Linked DNA regions of Macaca mulatta: all the other regions are linked to region 2. Evidence: chromatin contacts called from public Hi-C data. All regions are on one chromosome and are shown on one strand. The core of a region is the stretch at or near the end of the contact, and the rest is flanking DNA. Distances in the headings are between cores, read along the strand shown. Region 1 has its middle 20 kb from the start of CRACR2A. Region 2 holds the start of CCND2 (cyclin D2). Region 3 has its middle 45 kb from the start of PARP11.

What was found. A called contact is a pair of places that touch in the nucleus more often than the background predicts.
Region 1: a Hi-C map of fetal cortical plate shows a contact between it and region 2, with 3 times the contacts expected there. The contact joins the enhancer-like site here to the promoter of CCND2 in region 2. A contact is called at or near these places in 2 of 14 Hi-C or Micro-C datasets (fetal cortex germinal zone and fetal cortical plate).
Region 3: a Hi-C map of fetal cortex germinal zone shows a contact between it and region 2, with 6 times the contacts expected there. The contact joins the enhancer-like site here to the promoter of CCND2 in region 2. A contact is called at or near these places in 7 of 14 Hi-C or Micro-C datasets (CD4 T cells, blood, cortical neurons and 4 more).

Annotation. Positions count from the first base shown.
Region 1 is chr11:4,697,453-4,701,454 of T2T-MMU8v2.0, forward strand. No RefSeq gene overlaps it. Among named protein-coding and RNA genes, the nearest start is that of CRACR2A, 20 kb to the left of the region's middle. Within about 2 kb of position 1,994, at least 1 of the 40 cell types and tissues checked has an H3K27ac peak or open chromatin away from gene starts, as enhancers often do. A contact at or near this core is called in fetal cortical plate, where this site is marked.
Region 2 is chr11:5,166,097-5,170,417 of T2T-MMU8v2.0, forward strand. It overlaps CCND2 (cyclin D2), which reads left to right and starts at 2,551. Exons shown (of 5, transcript XM_015150849.3): 1 at 2,551-3,024. The coding sequence starts at 2,830.
Region 3 is chr11:4,778,359-4,782,769 of T2T-MMU8v2.0, forward strand. No RefSeq gene overlaps it. Among named protein-coding and RNA genes, the nearest start is that of PARP11, 45 kb to the left of the region's middle. Within about 2 kb of position 1,368, at least 19 of the 40 cell types and tissues checked have an H3K27ac peak or open chromatin away from gene starts, as enhancers often do. A contact at or near this core is called in CD4 T cells, blood, fetal cortex germinal zone and 1 more, where this site is marked.

The DNA.
Region 1 (4,002 bases), core at 744-3,243, 470 kb before region 2:
ATGTGCCCTGGGGTGAGGTGAGTTGCCTCAGTGTCCTCATCTGTAAAATGGAGATAGAGTGGCTAGAATATACCCAGTTAAATTTGAATTTCAGATAAATCACAAATAATTTCTTAAGTATATCCTAAATATTGTATGGGTATCCTTCCTGTATTTTTATTTGCTACATCTGACAAGACTAGTATTACATCATAAAAGGTTAAATTAAGGCCAGGCGCAGTGGCTCACACCTGTCATCCCAGCACTTTGGGAGGCTGAGGTGGGTGGATCACCTGAGGTTGAGAGTTCAAGACCAGCCTGGCCCACATGGCGAAATCCTGTCTGTACTAAAAATACAAAAAATTAGCTGGGTGTGATGGCAGGCGCCTGTAATCCCAGCTACTCAGAAGGCTGAGATGAGAATCACGTGAACCCAGGAGGTGGAGGTTGCAGTGAGCCGAGATCGCACCATTGCACTCCAGCCTGGGCGACAGAGTGAGACTCCACACACCTGCCTCCGACCCCGACCAAAAAAAAAAAAAAAAAGGTTAAATTAGTTAATATACGTGAAGGGCTTGGTAACAATCACCCAGTAGTTAGGAGTCCTTTTGTTTCTTTGCTACAGTGTACTAGCACCGTTTTTTTCAGGGACACTCTGCCATGAATTATAATGTTCCTGCATCATCTATTGATCCCTCTAACTGCACTTCCCACAGCTCCCCACCAACCCCATCCTTCAAAATAGCAAGGCCAGGCAGTCTTTTTGGGCAGCAGTGGTTACTGAATAGACTGGAATATGCATCTGACCCAAGGTAGCTCAATCATAGACTGGGCTTCAACCCATGAGGCAGCCCAACAAGAAGGATGTTGTCCAATAAATGTAGGAGGATTCTACATTAAGCAGTCAGAATTTAGGTTGGGGAATACAGCGGGAATGGATCAGTGAGTACCAAAGGAAAGAAGGGCAGATATGCAGAGATGAGAAAATTTGTCATGTTAGATAGTTCCAAAGGGAGAGAAAGAGGGCAGGTATCTTAAAAACTGCTGAAATCCTGATATTTTTTTCCAGCTCCAGTTCTAACGTAGTCCTACAATAAACTCCTTTTTCTGCTCTTTGCAAACAAACACATATACACACACACACACACACACAATCGAGTAAATAAGCATTCCTATTTCATCTAACAAAACTGTGTGCTGCGCACTATTAGAGAAGGTGGGGATACAGAGCTGAGAAGCAGCACCTCTCTCCGAAGACCTTGGATCTAGACAGTGGGGAATGCAAGGAAGACTTACGTATACTTGCGTATAAGGGACAATATAAATGTTCTCATGCTAGGAAACTATGAAATGGGGGCAAATCTCTCCTTCTCTTGCTCTGACTTCTAGGCATTGAACTCCACCTAACACTTGGTGTCATGTGAATGTTCTGAGATTACAATTATGGAAAAGTAGAAGGAACACAGGAAGCAAAAAGCCTTGAGTAGTAGGAAAAGCAAGATATTTTACAGCTTAGGGCCATGTGAGTACAAACACCGTATTTTTAAATGCATGGATGTGTAATTGGATGTATGTGTGTATGTGCACATGTATACATGCACACAAACATATATATTAAAGACACAGTAAAGCCAAATGGATCTGCCACATCTGTAACGTTTACAAGACAACCAGACAATGCTCCTCTGCCAGACCACACTCATGTTTTCTATGATTTCTAAGTATTGGGAATGGCTGAATTATTCTTAGCCAAAGGCTTGGGGGTCACATACAAGAGGACAACGGAGGATGGGGAGAGGCGGCGTTGATGGTGTAAGAAGCAGGCACCAGGAGGTAAAAATGCAATAGAGGCCAGGAATCATACTTGGGAGACTCAGCTAGAAGACTGCCTAGAAGTGGATGAAGCTAGCAAACGTACTGGAAAGGTTTTGCATATTCATTAGCTCAGGATATGTCAATCTCAGTGCTAAAAAAATCAGCAGAAACTTAGCTGTGCCCCTAGTGGAACTCAGTGGCATATTTACAAGATAGAGTAGCACACTGCAAATCTACGTGCTATGATCTATGATCTACGTGAGCAGAGGACAACTGTTTTCTCTTGTTGGAAGAATTTGCAGTGACACTTCCTCTCTAGAGGCCTCCAACTCCTTGTTAATATGCAGGACTATACACGAGAATCCCTGACTGAGGAGAGTCAATGTGGTCATGAGAACCTCCCCCAGAATATTTCACTCCCTCCTTGGTCAATCATTCCAACTATCTACAACGTTTTTTTCCTCCAGAAATTTATCCCTACCTTGTTGATCTAGTAGTAATGATACCAGGAAGAAATTATTACAGGTGAATGATGGAATGCTGCTATTCATTCCCAGACATTTATTAAGCCTACTCAGTGCCAGACTATACAGTTAGATATACAGTACTTATTAGAGCCCAGGGTCCATCCTGTGCCCTCTACATATGTTAACTCACTTCATCATCACAACAGCTCTAAGAGATAGGTACTTTTACTGATGAGGAAACTGAAGTACTGAGAGGTCACACAGCCAGCTAGTGCCATACAGGCAGGAGTGAAACCCAGGCTGTCTGGCTTCAGAGTCTATATTGCTAATCATTACGCCATGCTACCTTGAATACAAATGTCGAGCATAGGTCTCATCCTCAAAGAATTTAAAAGTCTAGTGGGTGTATTCCCTAGAGTCTGTGATCCTTTCAAAATGAGAGTTCCAAGTTCCAGCTCCGCCTGCCCTCTTTAAGGATGGAGGATGGCAGTGGTTGAACACCAAGATAAGGGCCACTGAAAATAAACCTGTATTTCCTTTTCAGCTCCCCACTGTAGAACAGGCTGATAACCACTCTAAATGATAATTGGACGATCTTCTCGGGCTTTGTAATAACAAAACTTCAACTGAAGATAGCTTTAGGGTGATTTATTTGATCCAAGAAAATGATGCACAAATTAAACCACACTTTCCCAGTGAATTACACTATAATTGCAGGGAGGGAATTTATTACTTTCTTTAAAAGGAGTCTGGGCAGATGAACACATTTGGTAGAAAAACAACTCAATGCAGACAGCCCATGGGCAATGTGCATTACAGGTTTAAGTATTTGCTATTACTAAACAGCAGCTAAACACACCACAGCACTGGTCCTCTAGGATCCAAGTCTGATCAAAATTTCTACACAGTGGGTTAATGATCCAAGCTGAGAATAAAATGCAACTGGAGAAGTGGAAAATAAACAGTCAAAGGCACTGTTGACAGAGAGATCCTATTTCCAGTGGTTCAGAGGCCAAAAAGGGAGGGATGAAAATTAACTCTGCAGATGGATGAAACGCTAGACTCCCCAGGTTGCAAAGCAGTAACATAAGCTCAGATATCCAGGCCCTAAGTGCCTCCATAGATTCTGGCACCTGACAACCTCCTCACTCTAACAGACAACCTGGGGAACTGTCTGCTTTGTGTAGGCACTAAGCAGTAGTTGGGCTAGAGGTAGGTAGGACTAAGCAGCTGGGATGCCAGGGCTGATCTTACATGTAGCTGAGGTTTTCAGGTCCTCATGGAGTCCAGTTTTCGTCTCACTCATTCCAGTAACAGGGCTTGCCTGCTATTCTCTTTTTGGATACTATTGTCTCTGGGCTCTCCTTAGAATCTTTTTTAAATTTTGTATTTTCCTGAGTGAGAAAACCCACTGTGTTTAGGTGCTGGGCTTTGGGTCAGACAGATGTGAGTTTACATCCTTCTTAGCTATTTAAGCTTGGACAGGTCACAGTCTTGGCTTTAGACTGCTTATTTAAAGCAAACTTGAGTTCATGATGCCCAGTCCACTGAACTGTGTTAATTAAAATAATGTATATAATTAGAAATCATTATTCTGTTATTAAGAAATTCACATTCATATGTGACTCATAAGACCTATGTTTCTAAAGAAAGGTAAAAATGGTATACTAACAACATAAGCAAACCTAGACTACTAAAATTTCTGAGTTGGAAGAGACTTTGGGGATCACCTGGGATAGAA
Region 2 (4,321 bases), core at 1,301-3,800:
GGGAGGGGGAGAGGGAAGGGGCGAGAGGGCCCTCGGCTCACTCCCGAGACGTGAGGACTCGCCACCCAGGCATTCTCCTCGGGGTGGGCAAGGCCCCGGGACGACCACCCGTTTCTTCCTCGCCCCCCCTGCCCCCACTTCGGGAGACCCAGAGCTCGAGATGCCTTTCCCCGGGTGGGGGGGAGTGTGCGGGGAGGTGGGGGTGGAAGAGACCTTGCTCGCAGAGCTATCAAGTGATGTCCAGAGGCTGGGAGCCCCGGTGGCCTCTGTCCTTGCCTGTCGGGTTAGATTTATACTTTAAAAATACCTCCCGCGCTCCCTCCTTTTCTCCCCTCTCCCCGTTGCAACTTTCTTTGATCCGCTTAAAGGTGGCTTAGGTGAAATTGGAGTAATTCCCTTATGGGGGGTCTTAAAATGTAAGTGAATGTATTTATCCGGGGTGACTCAAAAGCTTCAGTCCGGAAGTCCAACGTGACTAAAATCAATAGGGGATTGTTCGGGACCCACTGTGTGCGGGTGAACACGGTGTTCGGCCCGGGTGTCATCCGCGGCGCTGGACTGTTTCATTTTGAGTTTGCAACTTGGGTTTTTCAGCGAGCTTTTTTTCTTCCTGAAAGCTAATGGCTTCCACAGCAATTAGACATTTTCCTCGCCCGCCCCTTCCCTCCCCTTTCTTTACATATAGGAGATGGCATACTCATTCCCGAGGCTATTGATAAGGTCGGAGGCGGCCGGGCCTCTCCCCAGCTTTCGCCCGCCCCAGCGCCCGCTCTCCCTCCGCCCTCCCTTGGCTTCCTTTTGATGTAGTGGGGAACGCGTCCTACTAAAAAAAAAAAAAAAAAAAAAAAAAAAAGTAATCTGCCCGGTAACAATCAGCGCGCAGTAGCAGGAGCCCCAGAGCTATTGGCTATGCAAATAGAGGGAGGGGAGACGGCGCCCCAAACTCTTACTCACCCTTTTAAAGCGATATCCCCTCCTTTCCCCCCCACAACCCCTTCCGCCCCACCCTCGTGTAAGGAGGCTGGCTCCGGGGCCTGAGTTAATCGCTTGCACCTCTGGTTTCTTTGCTCCCCTCCTCCGCCTTGCAGAGAACCTAGTGTACGGCTCACCCTGCCCGCGCCCCACCCTGCCTTGCTGGCTCTCCGCGCCCCTGCCGGGGCCCCCTCTCTCGGTGAGGGAGGTACTCGGTCGGCCTCGGTGTGCCCAGAGAGCTCAAGCCACGCCATGCCCGCTGCACGTGCCAGCTCGGCCAGCACATCAGGGCGCTGGTCTGTCCCCTTCCTCCTTGAAATACACCGAAGGGCAGGGTGGGGGTGGGGGGTGACAGGAGGAAGGAGGTGAGGAAACGCCACCAGATCCTATCTCCTGTAAAGACAGCCTTGACTGAAGGATGCGTTAGAGCACGTGTCAGGGCCGACCGTGCTGGCGGCGACTTCACCGCAGTTGGCTCCCAGGGAAAAAGCCTGGCGAGTGAGGCGCGCAACCGGAGGGGTCGGCGAGGATGCGGACGAAGGACCGAGGGTGGAGGCCTCATGCCTCCGGGGAAAGGAAGGGGTGGTGGTGTTTGCGCAGGGGGAGCGAGGGGGAGCCAGACCTAATCCCTCACTCGCCCCCTCCCCCTCCCGGGCCATTTCCTAGAAAGCTGTATCGGTGTGGCCACGCTCAGCGCAGACACCTCGGGCGGCTTGTCAGCAGATACAGGGGCGAGGAAGCGGGTTTTTCCTGCGTGGCCGCTGGCCGCGGAGAAACCGCTGGGAGCCCTGCCCCCGGCCTGCGGCGGCCCTAGGCGCTGCACCGCGTCGCCCCACGGCGCCCCAAGGGCCCCCAGAAACACTATGGTTTCTGCTCGAGGATCACATTCTATCCCTCCAGAGAAGCATCCCCCTTCCTTCCTCACACGCACCCCTCCTTCTTCTTTTTCCTCTGCCCACAGTCTGCAGGGGGGCAGAAGGGACGTTGTTCTGGTCCCTTTAATCGGGGCTTTTGGAACAGCTTCGAAGTTATCAGGAACACAAACTTCAGGGACATGACCTTTATCTCTGAGTATGCGAGGTTGCTATTTTCTAAAATCACCCCCTCCCTTATTTTTCACTTAAGGGAACTATTTCCAAATTGTCCGAGGTCACCCCATCTTCAAACAATCTACCCTACGTTCCTGGATCTTAAATCCAAGGGCAGAAGTATTAGGATCCGTTTTGAAGAAGCCAAAGTTGGAGGGTCGTATTTTGGCGTGCTACACCTACAGAATGAGTGAAATTAAGAGGGCAGAAATAGGAATCGGTAGTTTTTTGTGGGTTGCCCTGTCCGGGGCCCCTGGCATGCAGGGCTGGATGGAGGGAGAGGGGTGGGGGGGCGGGGGACTGCGTTTGAAGTTAGGTCGGGCCAGCTGCTGTTCTCCTTAATAACGAGAGGGGAAAAGGAGGGAGGGAGGGAGAGATTGAAAGGAGGAGGGGAGGACCGGGAGGGGAGGGAAGGGGAGGAGGAACCAGAGCGGGGAGCGCGGGGAGAGGGAGGAGAGCTAACTGCCCAGCCAGCTTGCGTCACCGCCTCAGAGCGGAGAAGAGCGAGCTGGGGAGAGCGAGACCAGTTTGAAGGGGAGGACCGGTGCGAGTGGGGCAGCCCGGAGGCTCTGCTCGCCCACCACCCGATCCTCGCCTCTCTTCCGCTCCACCTTCTCTCTCTGCTCTCACCTCTCCCCCGAAAACCCCCTATTTAGCCAAAGGAAGGAGGTAAGGGGAACCCTTTCCCCTCCCCTTCCAAAAAACAAAAAGAGAAAAACACTTTTCCAGACCGGAGAAAGCAGGGGAGAGAGGGGTCGCCGGGCTGGCCATGGAGCTGCTGTGCTGCGAGGTGGACCCGGTCCGCAGGGCCGTGCGTGACCGCAACCTGCTCCAAGACGACCGCGTCCTGCAGAACCTGCTCACCATCGAGGAGCGCTACCTTCCGCAGTGCTCCTACTTCAAGTGCGTGCAGAAGGACATCCAACCCTACATGCGCAGGATGGTGGCCACCTGGATGCTGGAGGTAGGTCGGCGGGCGGCGCTCGCTAGGAGCCAGGACCCCTCCCGGATTCTCGGGTCCCCGGCCGGAGCCCTAAACCTGGGAGAGGTCAATCCCCGCGCCGACCTCTCGGCTCCTGTGCGGGAGGTCACCGCGCGCCCTTTGGCGAGACGCGTGGCTTCTTTTCTGTTCCTCTCCAGATAAACTGGGGAGGGAGAGGGGGGAGGAAAATCTGGGAGAAGCGAGGCTGCCCTGGGCGGGGGTGGGGGAGCATCCCGCGCGCGTGTGTCTGCATGTGGCTGCCTCTTCTTCCCACCCCCCTCGCGACCTGTCTTTTGCGAAGCCGCCGCGGCTGCTGGCGCTGCGGTCAGGAAGGGAGTCGGGGCCTGAAATCGGGACCCCAAGTAGAAAGGCAGCCCCCCAAAAGGCCAGAGCAAATTCGTCTTGGCCTCAGGTCCCCGCATGTGGTCGCGACTCCGCGCTGGCACTTCAGGGGGGAGGTGGAGGGAGGAGGGAGAAGGAGAGAAACGGGGAATTCAGGAGCCCCGGAAGTCCCATTGAAGAAACGTGTGTTTCGGGGGAACCCAAAAGAACCACTTCTTGCCCCTCACTCCAAGTCTTTGCCCAGTGAGCCGTGTGCCCACGTATGCACAGCTCTGGACCTGCCGTGGTTTCGCCATGTTGCTTTGCAAACTCCCTTGGAAAGGCTGGGAAACGTCGCCCGCTTACCCTCGCACCCCATTATCCCGGCCACCCCACTTTTAATCGTGCCCTCTCCCCCACCCCCCACCTCACGAAGGTTACTTACAGTTTGGTTTTCCAGCTTCCTCGGTGCGGAGATTTGGGTGGGGTAGGAAGGGGGGGGAGGGGGTGTGTGTAGGGGGGATATCGGGTCACCCCTAAAAGAGAGGTTGGAGCCCCCCGTGCCTCTTTCCAGGGCTCCCTGCTCCCGTCTTTCCCCTAGCTCGTCACCACGTTCCCTAGTTTCTGTCCTTGTGGGCCGCAGCCGGACACTCCCGCCGCGGCGCTCACCCCTTCAAGTTTCCTCCCGGGATCCAAAGCCCCAGGGGTCGGAATACAGACCTTTCTGGCACCCGAAACCTCCCTTTCGGGAAGCCTGGCTCCTCTTTGGGGTTTTCACGCCAAAAGGGCTTTTCTAGGATATTTCCTCGATTTTTAATTATTTTTTGAAACCGTCCCCCCCCGCTCCGACTCCAGCTGCCGAGGCTGCGGCGCTCTTCCTCCTCTCCTCCCTCCCCCTCTCTTCCCCACCTCTCCCCACCCGCCCCCCCAATAGCGGCCCCTGGGCCGCAGGGACCCC
Region 3 (4,411 bases), core at 118-2,617, 390 kb before region 2:
TTTAAAAGTAGGAGAGAGGGAGGAAAGTAAAAGCCTCGGGTGGTGAAAAGGGCAGCCAAAAGGTGTACTGCCTGGACTTAGGTCACTCCAGACATGCGAGGGTTTAGCCTGTTTCTAATGAGCGCACCCAGGGGTGTCAAGAAATTACAACAGATTATCTAATATGAATTAGCCTTCAATTCTTCATTCAATAAATATTTAGCAAGCACCCTCCATGTTCCAGGCACTGTCTGTAGCCTCTTGAATAGATCAGGGAACAAAATAGATTGTCAAAGCCTCTGCCTTTATGGGATTTACATGCTAGTGGGTGGGCAGGCCTTGGGGTAGGGACATGTGGAGATAGACAATAATAGATAATAAATAGGTACATTGTATAGTATGTTTTAAGGTGATAAGAACTATAGAAAAAAAACATAGATCAGGACAAGGGATGTTGGGAGTAGTCAGGATGCCCCTTATTGAGAACAGAACATTTAAGGAAAAACTTGGAGGACGTAAGGAAGTAAATAGATATCTAGACAAAAGGTATTCCATGCAGAGGGAGCAGCTGGTACAAGCTTCCCAGGCAGCAATATGTCTGATGTGATAAGGAAGAGTGAGGTGGAGGGAGAGAGAGACAGAGAGAGAGAGAGAGACAGAGAGAGAGAGAGACAGAGAGAGAGAGAGACAGAGAGACAGAGAGAGAGAGTCTATGTGAGTTTGGGAAATGGGAAGTAGGGGGATGATACACAGATTGAACAGGGCATGGTATAATAATTAACACTTACATTTAGTAAGCAGTGTTACAAGTGACACTTATAACAATGTTAGGCAGTTAGTACGTGCCTGACACTTACAAACTGTGAACAAATATAAGTCGCACAAGCACCCCACGGAAGTAGCTACTCTTATTACCCTCATTTTACCTGTAAGGGATCTGAGACACAAAGAGATCAGTTAGCTTGCCCAAGGTCAAGCCCTGGAGCCTTGGTGCCTGGCTCTAGAGCCCACGTTCCTAGTTGCTGCCTCTTGCCATCTCTCAATGTGGTTTTAAGCCGTCTACTTCTGATATCAGTTCTGACTACTTAACCTCGATTGGTCAAGTGTACTCCCTAGGATAAATTTATGTTTCCCTTAAAAAAAAAAAAAAAGCAATGTGGCTCACTGCTTTATCACTCATGACCTTTCCTGGCCCTTTGTTTCTTTCCCCTACCAATTCAGCAGCCGCTATTTTCTGCTAGTTTATCCCTGCAGTCCATTATTTCTGCCCAGAAAATAAAGCAAGTGTCTATGGATAGCACTTCAGTTTGTGAGGGAGTAGGGGTGGTGCTTCTCTGGTTTAATAACGCCCTACAGATAACCAAGAGGCAGGACAGAGCGCACACATTGAGTTAAAAGCTAGGTGTCGCTGTTTCTTCTACTCCAAAAGGCACTGTGTGGAGGGGTGTGTTTTAATACAACCATCACCAGCTCCAGCTTCTCACGCTGTCTGCCCTGTTTTCTCAAGACACCGCACTTTTATACTGAAAACCATTAAATTGTAAAGCCATTGAACTTTAAATGGATGAATTATATGTAAATTACACCTCCACGAAGCTGTTAAAACAATTAATTAATTTTTGTAAATGACAAGGTCTTGGCTTTTCCCTCCCCTGTTGACCCCCTTGCCTGACTTCCATCCTCCCTCACATACCTTCAGGGGGCACAGAACCATACTCACAAGGAGGATCACCATCCCAGAACCCCAAGCACTCCACCCAACATTACAACTTTGTTCTAACTCCAGGGATTACAGCAGTATGCCAAGGAAAATAAATGACTCTTTACTATTAGATCTTCAGTACCAATTTTTCTTATTAGAAAAAAAAAAAATCTAACTCATTTTTTCTTTTTCTTTTTTCTCTCTCTCTTTTTTTTTTTTTTTGAGACGCGCTCTGTCGCCCAGGCTGGAGTGCAGTGGCCCAATCTCAGCTCACTGCAACCTCTGCCTCCCAAGTTCACACCATTCTCCTGCCTCAGCCTCCCAAGTAGCTGAGACTACCAGGCACCCGCCACCATGTCTGGCTAACTTTTTTGTATTTTTAGTAAAGACGGGGTTTCACCGTGTTAGCCAGGATGGCTTCGATCTCCTGACGTCGTGCTCCGCCCGCCTCGGCCTCCCAAAGCGCTGGGATTACAGGCGTGAGTCACTGCGCCCAGCCTCTAACATTATTTTTAATGTTAAAGCAAACGTGTATATTATGAAGTAGAAGGCAGTATTCACTCACATAGGGCTGTTTAAAATTTTTTGAGACAGAACCTCCCTCTGTCACTCAGGCTGGAGTGCAAAGGCGTGATCTCGGCTCACTGCAACCTCCACCTCCCGGGTTTGAAGCAGGTTCTTGTGTGTGGTGAGCTGCTTTAAGCTGGAGTGGGAACAGTGTATGTCCTCTGCTGTTGTGGAGACAGAGAGATTGAGATACATCGTTAGTGGCTAAAACAGGAGACGCGGGGACTGATCCAAGCTCAGTACCATTGAATTATGTGATATTGTGTATAACATCCCATTTTGGGGCCTCAGTTTCCCGACTAAAAAATGAGATGATTGAACCAGGTGATCTCCAAGGTTGCTGCCGTCTCTCAAAGTCCATGATTTGGTGTCATACTGACACAAATCAGATTCTGGGCTCAGATTCATCAGCACCAAGATGCCCAGAGATGTAGGAAGCAAAAGATACAGTCCCTGTGTTTGTGGAAGTTTTCATCTATTGAGGGAGACTATAAAGTGAATTTACAAACCACCCAAAGGACACAAGGGACAAGAAGCAGCTGAGAATCGTGAATGATCAGAAATCTGGTGCAGATCACCTACTTTGAATCAACTGTGCAGCTGAATGACAAGGAGACTCTTGCCCTGCCAACCCCTGGGCCCTTTGGACCAGGACACCTTGACACAAAGGTACTTGCTGTTGATCTTGTGAGTGGCCCCAAATCACAGAGTAAGAAACTCTCAGAACAGGAAAGGGATGTTAGCCGTGATCCAATCCAAAACCCTCCATCTACTTTCAGGATTTGGGATAATGCTTGCATCACACTTACAGTATTTTTATTTGATAGAAGGTTCTTAACATTAGCCCAAATCTTAAATAATCCTAAAATTGGAAGAGAAATATCATATCCTTCTCTTCAAAGCCCAATGAATTAAATATGGAATATTTTAAGACAAGTCTTATTATGACATAGTGTTGAACAAAATCTGCCTGGCAGTCACTTACTGAAAAGCACTGCTCTGAAAAAAATTAACTTCTACCCTTCATTGTAGGGTATTTATGCATTTTCTTATGTCATCATTTCAGATCCATTCCTGCTCCGGAAGCTACCGCAGAGCATTTCCATAGGTCTCCAGTCACGTCTTTGCTTTTCTTAACATACCGGGAGATCTATGAAAGCGAAACTAAAAGGAAATGGAAAGGAAAAACTGCTTGTGCATCTCTCTCCGTCAACTATTTCATTTTCATTTGTTCTAGGAGAATTTCTTTCAGCCCTCGCCTCCTGGATTTACGCTTATTCTGGGGACTAGACGAAAAATCTCTACCCCTGGCAGGGATATTGTGGAAGGCTTGCCTAGATGATATAGGGGCATTAAATATTTGACCTTTGGGGTTTCTTCCAATCCAGATATTCTCGGGTGCAGAAAGGAGTAGTGGTCCCTCAGACCGTCCAAAATGGGTTTTTTCCACCCTGATTGGAAAATATGCTCATTTCTAACACAAGATGGCGCTGGGACACAGGCAAGAACATTTCTGATTAAAACAAAACAAAATGAAACAAAACAAAACACAAAACAAAACAATCCAGGAGCACAAAAGTTCTAATAAGCCAGAGAGTTATTTTGTTTCTGGACAAGACCAGCTTTTGTTAAGCACATTTTAGAACAGTCTTCTGGAGTAGTAATAATCTAATAGGGCTGCTTTACCCCTAAATCAACCAAATGGTTAGGACTGAATGAAAGTAGCACAATGTATCCTTAGGAACAAAGTATTCAAAAAGAACTCTAAATCCCTTAACTATGCAGGGTCAAAACCAGAGATAAGTGGTCAGGGGACTTAGTTGAGCACTATCATCAAAAGTGATGTCTTAAATTCTGATTCTGATATGGGATGGGTCTTTACCAGTTGAATAATTCTGATATGAATTCAGGTGCCTTAATAAAATTATCTTTTTTTTTTTTTTTTCTTAGAGACAGGGTCTCACTATGTTACCCAGTCTGGTCTCAAACTCCCGGCCTCCCAAAGTGCTGGGATTACAGGTGTAAGCCACCATGCCCAGCCTAATTTAAAATTAAATGAGCTCTTTTATTTCATAATAGAGCAGATTGTTTTAACTTGTTTGCACTTATTTGAGGATTATTTGATGAAGCAATTGAGGAATAATTCACAATTTGAACTATAAC